Linked DNA regions of Rattus norvegicus: all the other regions are linked to region 2. A link is a contact called in public Hi-C data. All regions are on one chromosome and are shown on one strand. The core of a region is the stretch at or near the end of the contact, and the rest is flanking DNA. Distances in the headings are between cores, read along the strand shown.

Region 1 (2,700 bases), core at 64-2,563, 250 kb after region 2:
TTGAAATAACCTTGTATCAGAACTCATATAATTTTTACAATTTAATTAATATCCTTTTATTTTCTTTAAATAAACTAATCTGGAGTCAAGCAATTTGGCTTAATAGGTTAAGGCACTTGCCACCAAGTCTGACACCTCAACTTTGATCTCCAGGACCTCCATTGCAGAAGGAAACAAGCAACCCTACAAATTGTCCTCCGACCTACACACACGCACCATGAGATGTGTACACCCACAAGTATACACACAGCAAACAAATGGGTGTAATAAAACCACGTACACTGTGAAACTAATGTTAATAATGAAATGTTTAAAAGAATTAGAAATCACCATACATGTGAATTTTATGATGGAAGACTCCCTTTGGTTCATGTAGCGTAGAGGTCTGTGACGTCACTGAGCGTGTCCATAAGTGATTACAGCTACAGCACTACGTCTCGACAGGGAGACCTCACAAAGCCCTTTGAGATTCAGTGCAGTTTTGTCTGCTTCACAGGTCTGACAGCATTGTACTTGTAATGCATGTCTAATGCTTTCCATTTCCTTGTCCACAGTCCCAGAATGCATCCCCTAAGCAAAGGAAGCAGAGTGTGTACACGCCACCGGCTATGAAAGGTACTGCTAGGTATCACTCGGGTGTTCTGAGCAATGGCTGTCAGGACTGGCAGGCCATTTGTCTGCTGATCATGTATGCTTGTCTCAGCTGTGCTTCTAGCAACAGGGTGGAGGTGGGGAAGATTTTACCTCTCTGAAGCTCCGTTTCGTTGTGGGTGAAATAGGCGGCTGAAGAATTGGTAACTTCAGAGTTTCAGAACCTTAGAATGGGAGGAAAGAAATCAATTTTCAAAATAACGACTTTTTCTTTTATCTTTATTTATATTTTTCCTTTGAAAGAATTCTTCCCAAACCTCTGATTGTTCTTGTTGATTGGCACATGATTACTAGTTTGTTTTCCCCCTTAAGTTAAGGAAAGCAGAAGAGTTGGGCTAGGTGGAGATGTCGTGTCAAGCATGTCTCGCTGCTTCAAGTCAGAAGCAGATCTACTGAACCCAGTCGAGCACCAGTTTGCTGTACTTCTAGCAGCTGCCCAGATCACATCAGAGAATGCTGGCTCAGAGGCTGGCATCGCCCCAGAACTTCTCCTCAAAATTAGAACTGCCAAGTAACATTTAAGTGTATCAGGATTTTGACAAATACTAGTTCCAGGAAAGGCTCCTTTTCTTTTTCACACAAAAATGTTCCTGACACAAGGCAGCGACTGCTGTTCAGGCCAGCACCCCCCATTCCAGTTTGGCTGCCTGGCTGTTGGCGCAGGGTCCGTCACGCTGCCCTCCAGCTCTGACTCAGTGTGGAAGAAGCCAGTGGGGAAGCTTAGAGGTCTAAACCGGAGCTAGCGCTTCCACTTTTTATTCCTTTTTGCAGGGAGGTGGGATACAAATGGATCCATAGCTACTTTCAGTAAACTTCTGTCCTGTGCAGTCATAAAAGGCTGCGTGTGTAGAAAGAAGAGTAAATGATGCTTTCGTCTGCGTTGTAGTTTATCCCAAGACGATTGTTAAGTTCCTGGTATCACTGTCTAAAGATCAGTGTAGGGTTTATAGTTCTTCGTCGTGAGTGATTAGGATTTCTCAAGACGCATCAGTTTGGGCATGAAAAGACGACAATGAAGATGTGCAGTGGCTCAATTATTTCCTCTGTTCTATTTTGGGTTAGCTTAAGCTAAATAAAGTAGTACTGTCCTGGTGTCCTCAGAGAATAACTATATTATTTTGAAAGGAAAATCTTAAACTCAAAGGCCTAAGGGGCCACGGTGCTCGTTATTTTTAGCTCTCAGATATCCTAAGAATGTGGGACTCTAGCACTCAGAGAAGCTGCTTCTATCGAAGCATCTTTTAGTATAACTCCATCCTGCAGGGTCGAGAGATGGTTCAGCATCTGCAGCAATGAGTTCCGGCCTTAAGGGAGTGTAGGCATTTGTTCAAGGAGGCCTCAGGTATCGACACGAATCAGTTAGGGAATGTCTATGTCACTTTTCAGCGTACGATAAAAGTAAAAACCAAATCGGAATGATTTTCTCAGTCTAGTATCTGTTCCTGGAAACCAGTTTAACCAATGGTAACATATGGCCTCTTGTGAGCACAATGAGGAGATTTAAGCATGTTAAAGATGGCTGGACAAAGAGAGTGTTATTGAGACGCTAAACATGTTAATACGACTGCCCCAAATGAAGGTTCTTCAGACTGCAGTGGAATGTTGCAGTGAGTGTCGACTGGTTTGCTGAGAGTGCAAAGCACCAACAGGGACAATCAACATGAGCGAAGAAAAACAAAACAAAACAAAATGTGTCCTGAGGCGGTCTACAGTGAGGGAAAGTCTACAGCTTCCTGAAGGAGCCAGTGACTAACTGGCTAGAAAAACAAAGAAGGCAGAGCCTAGCTTCTTTTGTTTGAGGAGTTACAGGGTAAGGAGACAAGGTAGAAAGGAATGAACTTCACCCTACTCCTGCCTCCCACTAACCTACGGAGTATTTTCATTTTTCCTTTCTTTTGAAATTACTGTAGTATAGACAGTAGGCTTAGAAAAAGCATACTGCTGTGTCCTGTTTGTGTCAGGGGAAAATGCAAAAGGGCAAGACATGAAGCAGAGCCTAGAATGCTGTTTGACCAGGCACAGTGTCTGGAGGGCGGTGTTGATGACCCC
Region 2 (2,932 bases), core at 16-2,515:
CACAACTTAAGGCAGAAGCGTTGTAAGCCCTGGATGTTACAGTTTCAATAATGACTTTACTGAGTTAAAGACAGGAAAGAAGATGTATCTTTCTATGATGACTATGAGTTTATCCTGTGACTACAGGTTTGTAGTTCTGAATACATACAGTTTATGCTTTTGGTTATTATTGTTACCATTTGAAAGCTCCTGGCTATAGTTATTTAGTATCATCAACTCAGTGAAAGCTTTCAAGTTTCTATTCCAAACTTTGTAAAACATGTTTTTATTATTAAAGTGCTGTAACAATTATTTTAGTGTCTTAAATATTTGAAGATAGGAACATAATTTATGATAGTTACATTAAATAATTCCAGCATTTGCGAGATTTGAGGCAGGTGGATGGAGACCTTGAGGTCAGCCCGGGTTCCATAGTGAAATGCTCTCTTTAATTAGAAGGTATTAATGTGAAATCCAGAACCTATAGACAATAGAGTGAATGAGGACACAGCAGACAGTACTGAGTGCCTGTTCCACTAAAGCTTGAGTAGAATGAATGGTCTAACTACTTATCTGCTTAATTTCCTGCTAAGCCAGACATGATCACATCAATTTCCTTTATGAGCAAATGTTACACAATTACAACATTGAGGGGGAGAGAAGTAATTTTGAACTCTAAACAACAGGACCATGAATTGATTGAGTCAACACAACTAGAAGGAACAACTCCTACCCTAGTTGGAAAGTTTAGTTGTAAGGAATGAGTGCAGCATTTGCCACACTGTGGAAGAGGCCTTGCCGATTGCAAAAGAAAGGAAACTAAATCACTTTTTAAATTAATCACACTTTGAAACTTGTCATTATTGTTTGTACGTATTTGTTATGAGAGTGGGAATTTCTACTACCCAAGAAGAGAATGTGAACTTTGATTTTTTTTAAGTGTTCACACACAAAAGGGTTGGTTGGCTCTCAGCCACAAATAAATGTAAAAGTTGTCCCTATGGCACAAGAACTCCCATAGCCAGGGGAAACAATGAGATTAACTGCTGAGTTCTTTCATTCATTTGCTTTCAACAGTCCGTTGCCTTCCCTGATTGCTTCTCTGCATCTCTAGAGAAATTACAGTTCAGATTTGCCTGGATCTGAACTGCACATAAGTGGTTTCACATGCTGTTCTCTGTGATTGGCTTCCCTCCTCCCCATGGCATCTCTAGGTTCCTCTGCGTGGACTCGTGCCCTGTGAGTCATCTCTGCGCCGAGACATTGGTATATCTGGTGAGATTTACGCATCTACTGCATGACTGATGCACATCGGCATCTTTCCAGCACGTCACTGGTGTGGGCAAAGCTCCTCTAACCTTGTACATGTCTCCAGATGCACATTCGCTGCAGCCATTCCAGAATCTCTACCTAAGAACGAATTGCTGTGGCCAAGGGCGGTTGTTCCATAGCCACTTTACAATCACCCCGCTGCAGGCAGAGGGTGAGAGCGTGACTGCTCAACCCTGCCAGCACTTCCCATTTCCCAACCTTTAAAAGTCTTGCCAAAACTGAAGAACAAAAACGGTATTTAATTGTGGCTTAAATTGCATGTTTTTGATCTCCAGTGAGGCTACTTAACTCCCACCCACCACCACCACACACACACAGAGACACACACTTTCCTGTTGGTTACTTGTCTTTTTTCTTGATTTAAAGATTTTCCATAGATGTGCTAGGTTCTAACCCTCTGTTCCACAGTTGTAGCTTTTGCCAGTGTGCTACTGTTTCTCCCTCTTTTGTGGCATATATTGTGAATGAGCACATTTTTGGCTTTGCTTTTCATTTTCCCTTGTGGTACTCAGGATCCAATCCAGGCTGACATGAGAGCCAGTCGGGACTCCACTACTGGGCTTCTTTCTCAGCTCCCATGAGACCCTTGCCATTTTGTTGTATCCACCACTCCTTCGTGATGTGTGTTATTTCTTTCTTGTCTTAAGAAAGCTCTCTTTATCTGAAGGACTAAAGATTATCTTTATCTTAAGATTAAATTTTCATCTTTAAGGCTTTAATCCACTTGGAGTTGATTTCTTGGTATGATGCAAAGAAGAAATTGGGTTTTTGGTTGTTGTTGTTTTTTTTTTTTTTAAGTTTATCGGGATAATAATCTCTTTTCTACAAGAAATCTTTTTTAAAAATTTATCAGGATGATAATTTCTTTTCTACAATGCATCTTCTTGATAGTCTAAGAACAACTATAGGGAGATATATTAGAATAAATCTTTCATTGATAGGCAGATTGAAGAGAGGGGGACTCCTCTAAAGGAAACAATGTCTTTGATGAATAATTTACCCTCTCCCTATTATTTTGTAATGGCAGGTTGATCACATGTGGGACAGTCTTGTTCATATTGCTTCTGAATATTGTACACTGTGGCAGCATTTACTTGTTAAAATTGAATATATGCTGTATACCAGGTAGCATCTCACACCCTGACAAGACAGCAGTGAACAAGAAGTCTTTTTTTGTGTGTGTGCAGTTTACATTGTAGACAGATACGTGCTCTAAAGGATTGTTAAGTTGCTATAAAGAAAGTAAGGTAGTGACAGGGAACAGGTACAGTGATGGGAGTGAGGTAGCAGACATTGCTGCCTTAGGGCATGGCTCCTCACTGGTACATTTTATCTCACAGGAGACACAAAGGAACTGAACTCAGAGTATAGGCTCCATGAGTGGTCATTTTTTTCCCCTTCCATCAGCCTGGTGTTCATCCCTGTGTGAACACTGTGATCTGAACTTCTATGACTTTGCGTAATCAATCCAACATACAGACTGAGTCTTTCGCCCTCTTCAATTGACATTTCATGCCTGTTTCTTTTCTCTCTCAAACTTCAGAATCCACTTACCGAGTTCCACATCAAATCCAAGCAAACGACAGAAGCTTGAGCTATGGTTTTTGCAATGGATTCATGG
Region 3 (2,880 bases), core at 158-2,657, 140 kb after region 2:
TTGTCAATAGATCTTTTCTAAAGTTACAGTAAAAGAGTTTTGTATGTGTAGTTGTGATAAAGGGTTACAGGAAACAGTGACATTTGGTCCATTTGGAAGGCAGTCTATGGAGTCGTGGTAATGGGTAATGTGGTACGTCACAGACTAGTCATAACTTCATAGTTAGAATCACTACTCATTTCCAAGCACAGTAGAAGCAAGGCGTGGCTTCACTAGTCGGACTCTGCAAGCACACGCCTGTAGTCTCGGGTGCAGGGACTCGTTCTTGAACTGAGAGAGAGGTTCCGTAGCTCGGCTCATGTCCCAGCCTGGTGTTCACTGAGCAGCCTCAGATTCCAGAAGTCCCACACTGGCCTTTTTATGAAGATAACTATTTTTTTCACGAAAATCTGGAAGAGAATATACTGATTTTGATACTAAACAGATGGTTTCTGTATTTTGTTTTGTTTCATATTTAAATATTTTGCGTAACTTTTAAATTAAGGTAATTTTCAGTGTCTTCAAAACTGAGTATTAATCCTTAGGTCTAAATTTTTCTAGTAAAGAACTGCGGTTTCATTTTATAAAACTTACTTTATCAATAAGTACTTTATGGATGTTTTTGCCTTCTTACTTGTTTTGCTTGCACATATGTGTGTGCACCGCTGGTGTGCCTGGTCTTGTAACCTGGAACCAGAGTTAACAGTTGTTTATGAATCACCATATGGGTGCTAGGAATTGAACCCAGGTTCTGTGCAAAAACAAATGCTCTTACTTGCTGAGTCATCTCTTTAGCCCAAGAGAACTATGCAGGGAACGAAATATCTGCCCAAAGACCCTAGATTGGCTTATATTTAGGCAAAGCCTTTCTCTTTGGTTCAGGCTGGCCTCAAGCTCCAGCTCCACTTGCCAGGCTCCTAGCTTTGTAGACGAACAAAGCAATGCTGTGTGGTTTTAGGTCCAAGAGTACTTTCCTACCTTCTCCTGAAGCAGTGCTCTGCAGTGGAGGGCTGTAATCCCTGTCTGCAGAGAGACGCAGTACTGCCTTACACCATGAAGCAAAGAAGAAGCTTAAGCTCTGTGTGCCGCTCCCTTCCCCACGCCCACTCTGAAGCCTGCTCAGTCTGCATTGCCAACCAAACTGTAGTACACATATGCTCAGCTGTGAGGAGAACCGGTCCAGACCTTATTCTGCTGCACATTCAGCAGATCTTTGAAGAAACTGACCCTGTCTTCTCTGTACTTCATAGAAATTCCCTTTACCCCACCAAATATGCCCTTTAATTTCTAGATCATTTATGTAACTGCTTAATTGTTGTGAGTTACCACTGAGTCATTAAGCAAACATTGCCATGTTGTTCTACATACCAGAACATTAAGAATAAGTAAAGTTCCTGTCTTCATGGGCTCAAAGTCTAGTTATAAACAGAACAAGACAGAGCCGTGACACACAAGAACAGTGGCAGCTACTCTGACTAGAGGGCCAGTCTGTTTTGAAGGACTGTAGTGCCCAGTCAGAACTGCTGGGAACAGTTTGTCACAGTCCACTTCCATAGTTGTTCCAGCAGGTCCAGGTTGAGTGAGGAGATAGAACATGTCTTTAACTCATTATGCAGCCGACTAACATCGTAACACTGCTGGGGACCTTTCTCAGTTTTCGAAAGGGATGTAATCACTATTTCTTGAATCTTTAAACTCCAGTAGGATGTTTTTAAACCCAAGTGGATTTTATTAGTCATATTATCTGGTTCAGATGATTTGATAAACACTGCATTCAGCCTGCCTCGCAAATGCACGAGGCATAAAGTCCCCTCCTGTGGTGAGTGTAATGTAGATAGAATGCCATCTTGCTTACTGCACACATATATTTATTTATATAGTTAGTATCTTTCATAAAAGAACATTGTATATATTTAGAAATTAGAACATATTTAATGCTAAACATGTCTTTGCAAAATTAGCAGTGTTATATATTAATTGAATCTTCTACTTCTGTTTAATTGTTATGAAAAAATTATTTCCCAACACAAACAATTGTTATCATAAGAAACACTAGAGATATTTGAATATCCTTATATTTCAAATGATTTAGTTTATAGCCCTTTCTTTCTTTGAAACTAGTAAGATGCAGAAAGTTTTATTGGATTCTGCATATAAACTTATTATTTCACTTCCTAACCATTTTTGTAGATTTATATAACTTGTAAATTGTTTATTTTTATTTTATCCAGTTTACATCTGTGGTAATTGGATTTATCAAGTATTTTGCCACTAGAGCTTACTTAGCAAATGAATGCTGAGAGTTTCTGATAGAAAACCCGATTCAGCTTTTATTTGAACTTGAGTTACTGGCTGTCCTTTGAAGCTGCAATTTTCCATAGTAATTTGTTCTGCTTTGTTGGGGATCGTATCTATGATGATGTCACTGCCCGCCATTGCAGGCCTATGTGTTTAATAGTGTTTCTACTGACAGATCATCTGTTGCGAACTGCAAGTCAGCATTCTGATAGCAGCGGGTTTGCTGAGGATTCCACAGACTGCCTCTCCCTCAATCACCTTCAGGTACAGTTTCCTGTGTTCATTAATAGACACTTCCATTGACTTTGTTTTAAGGCAGTCGTCTGTCCATGTGTTGTATTGTAAGGTTGTCTGTCAAATGGAAATAGGAATAAAATGTCTGAAATGTAGCTCTTGGCTACATATTTGACTATAAGTTTCAGGTTTTACTTATTCATGATCTCTGGATATAAAAAAATTAATTCTTAGTTTCATATTACTAGTGACTAAATTGGTTTGGTTTTAAACTGCTTGGTCTGGTGTTTTTCTTATTTGCTTATAGTTATTATATTCCAGTATTTAATAATAAATTTTGTTTAGTTTAAAACTCATATTCCCGCTAGT

Evidence for each region. Hi-C and Micro-C count contacts between places; a contact is called where the count stands out from the background.
Region 1: a contact with region 2 is called in a Hi-C map of the A7r5 cell line, with 5 times the contacts expected there. The contact joins two enhancer-like sites. A contact is called at or near these places in 12 of 12 Hi-C or Micro-C datasets (the A7r5 cell line, the Rat2 cell line, Schwann cells and 7 more) and 1 of 1 datasets of contacts at active chromatin or transcription factors (oligodendrocytes).
Region 3: a Hi-C map of Schwann cells shows a contact between it and region 2, with 10 times the contacts expected there. The contact joins two enhancer-like sites. A contact is called at or near these places in 9 of 12 Hi-C or Micro-C datasets (the A7r5 cell line, the Rat2 cell line, Schwann cells and 5 more).

The regions. Positions count from the first base shown.
Region 1 is chr3:85,072,773-85,075,472 of GRCr8, forward strand. Ppp1r1c (protein phosphatase 1, regulatory (inhibitor) subunit 1C) reads left to right here. Exons shown (of 5, transcript NM_001109200.2): 4 at 555-615. Among named protein-coding and RNA genes, the nearest start is that of Ppp1r1c, 51 kb to the left of the region's middle. Within about 2 kb of position 1,314, at least 11 of the 93 cell types and tissues checked have an H3K27ac peak or open chromatin away from gene starts, as enhancers often do. A contact at or near this core is called in the A7r5 cell line and Schwann cells, where this site is marked.
Region 2 is chr3:84,823,271-84,826,202 of GRCr8, forward strand. It overlaps LOC102553121 (a long non-coding RNA gene), which reads left to right. Exons shown (of 3, transcript XR_005502266.2): 3 at 2,855-2,932. Among named protein-coding and RNA genes, the nearest start is that of Neurod1, 54 kb to the left of the region's middle. Within about 2 kb of position 1,266, at least 11 of the 93 cell types and tissues checked have an H3K27ac peak or open chromatin away from gene starts, as enhancers often do. A contact at or near this core is called in the A7r5 cell line and Schwann cells, where this site is marked.
Region 3 is chr3:84,960,359-84,963,238 of GRCr8, forward strand. It overlaps Itprid2 (ITPR interacting domain containing 2), which reads left to right. Exons shown (of 18, transcript NM_001107738.1): 10 at 2,453-2,541. Among named protein-coding and RNA genes, the nearest start is that of Itprid2, 18 kb to the left of the region's middle. Within about 2 kb of position 1,408, at least 32 of the 93 cell types and tissues checked have an H3K27ac peak or open chromatin away from gene starts, as enhancers often do. A contact at or near this core is called in Schwann cells, where this site is marked.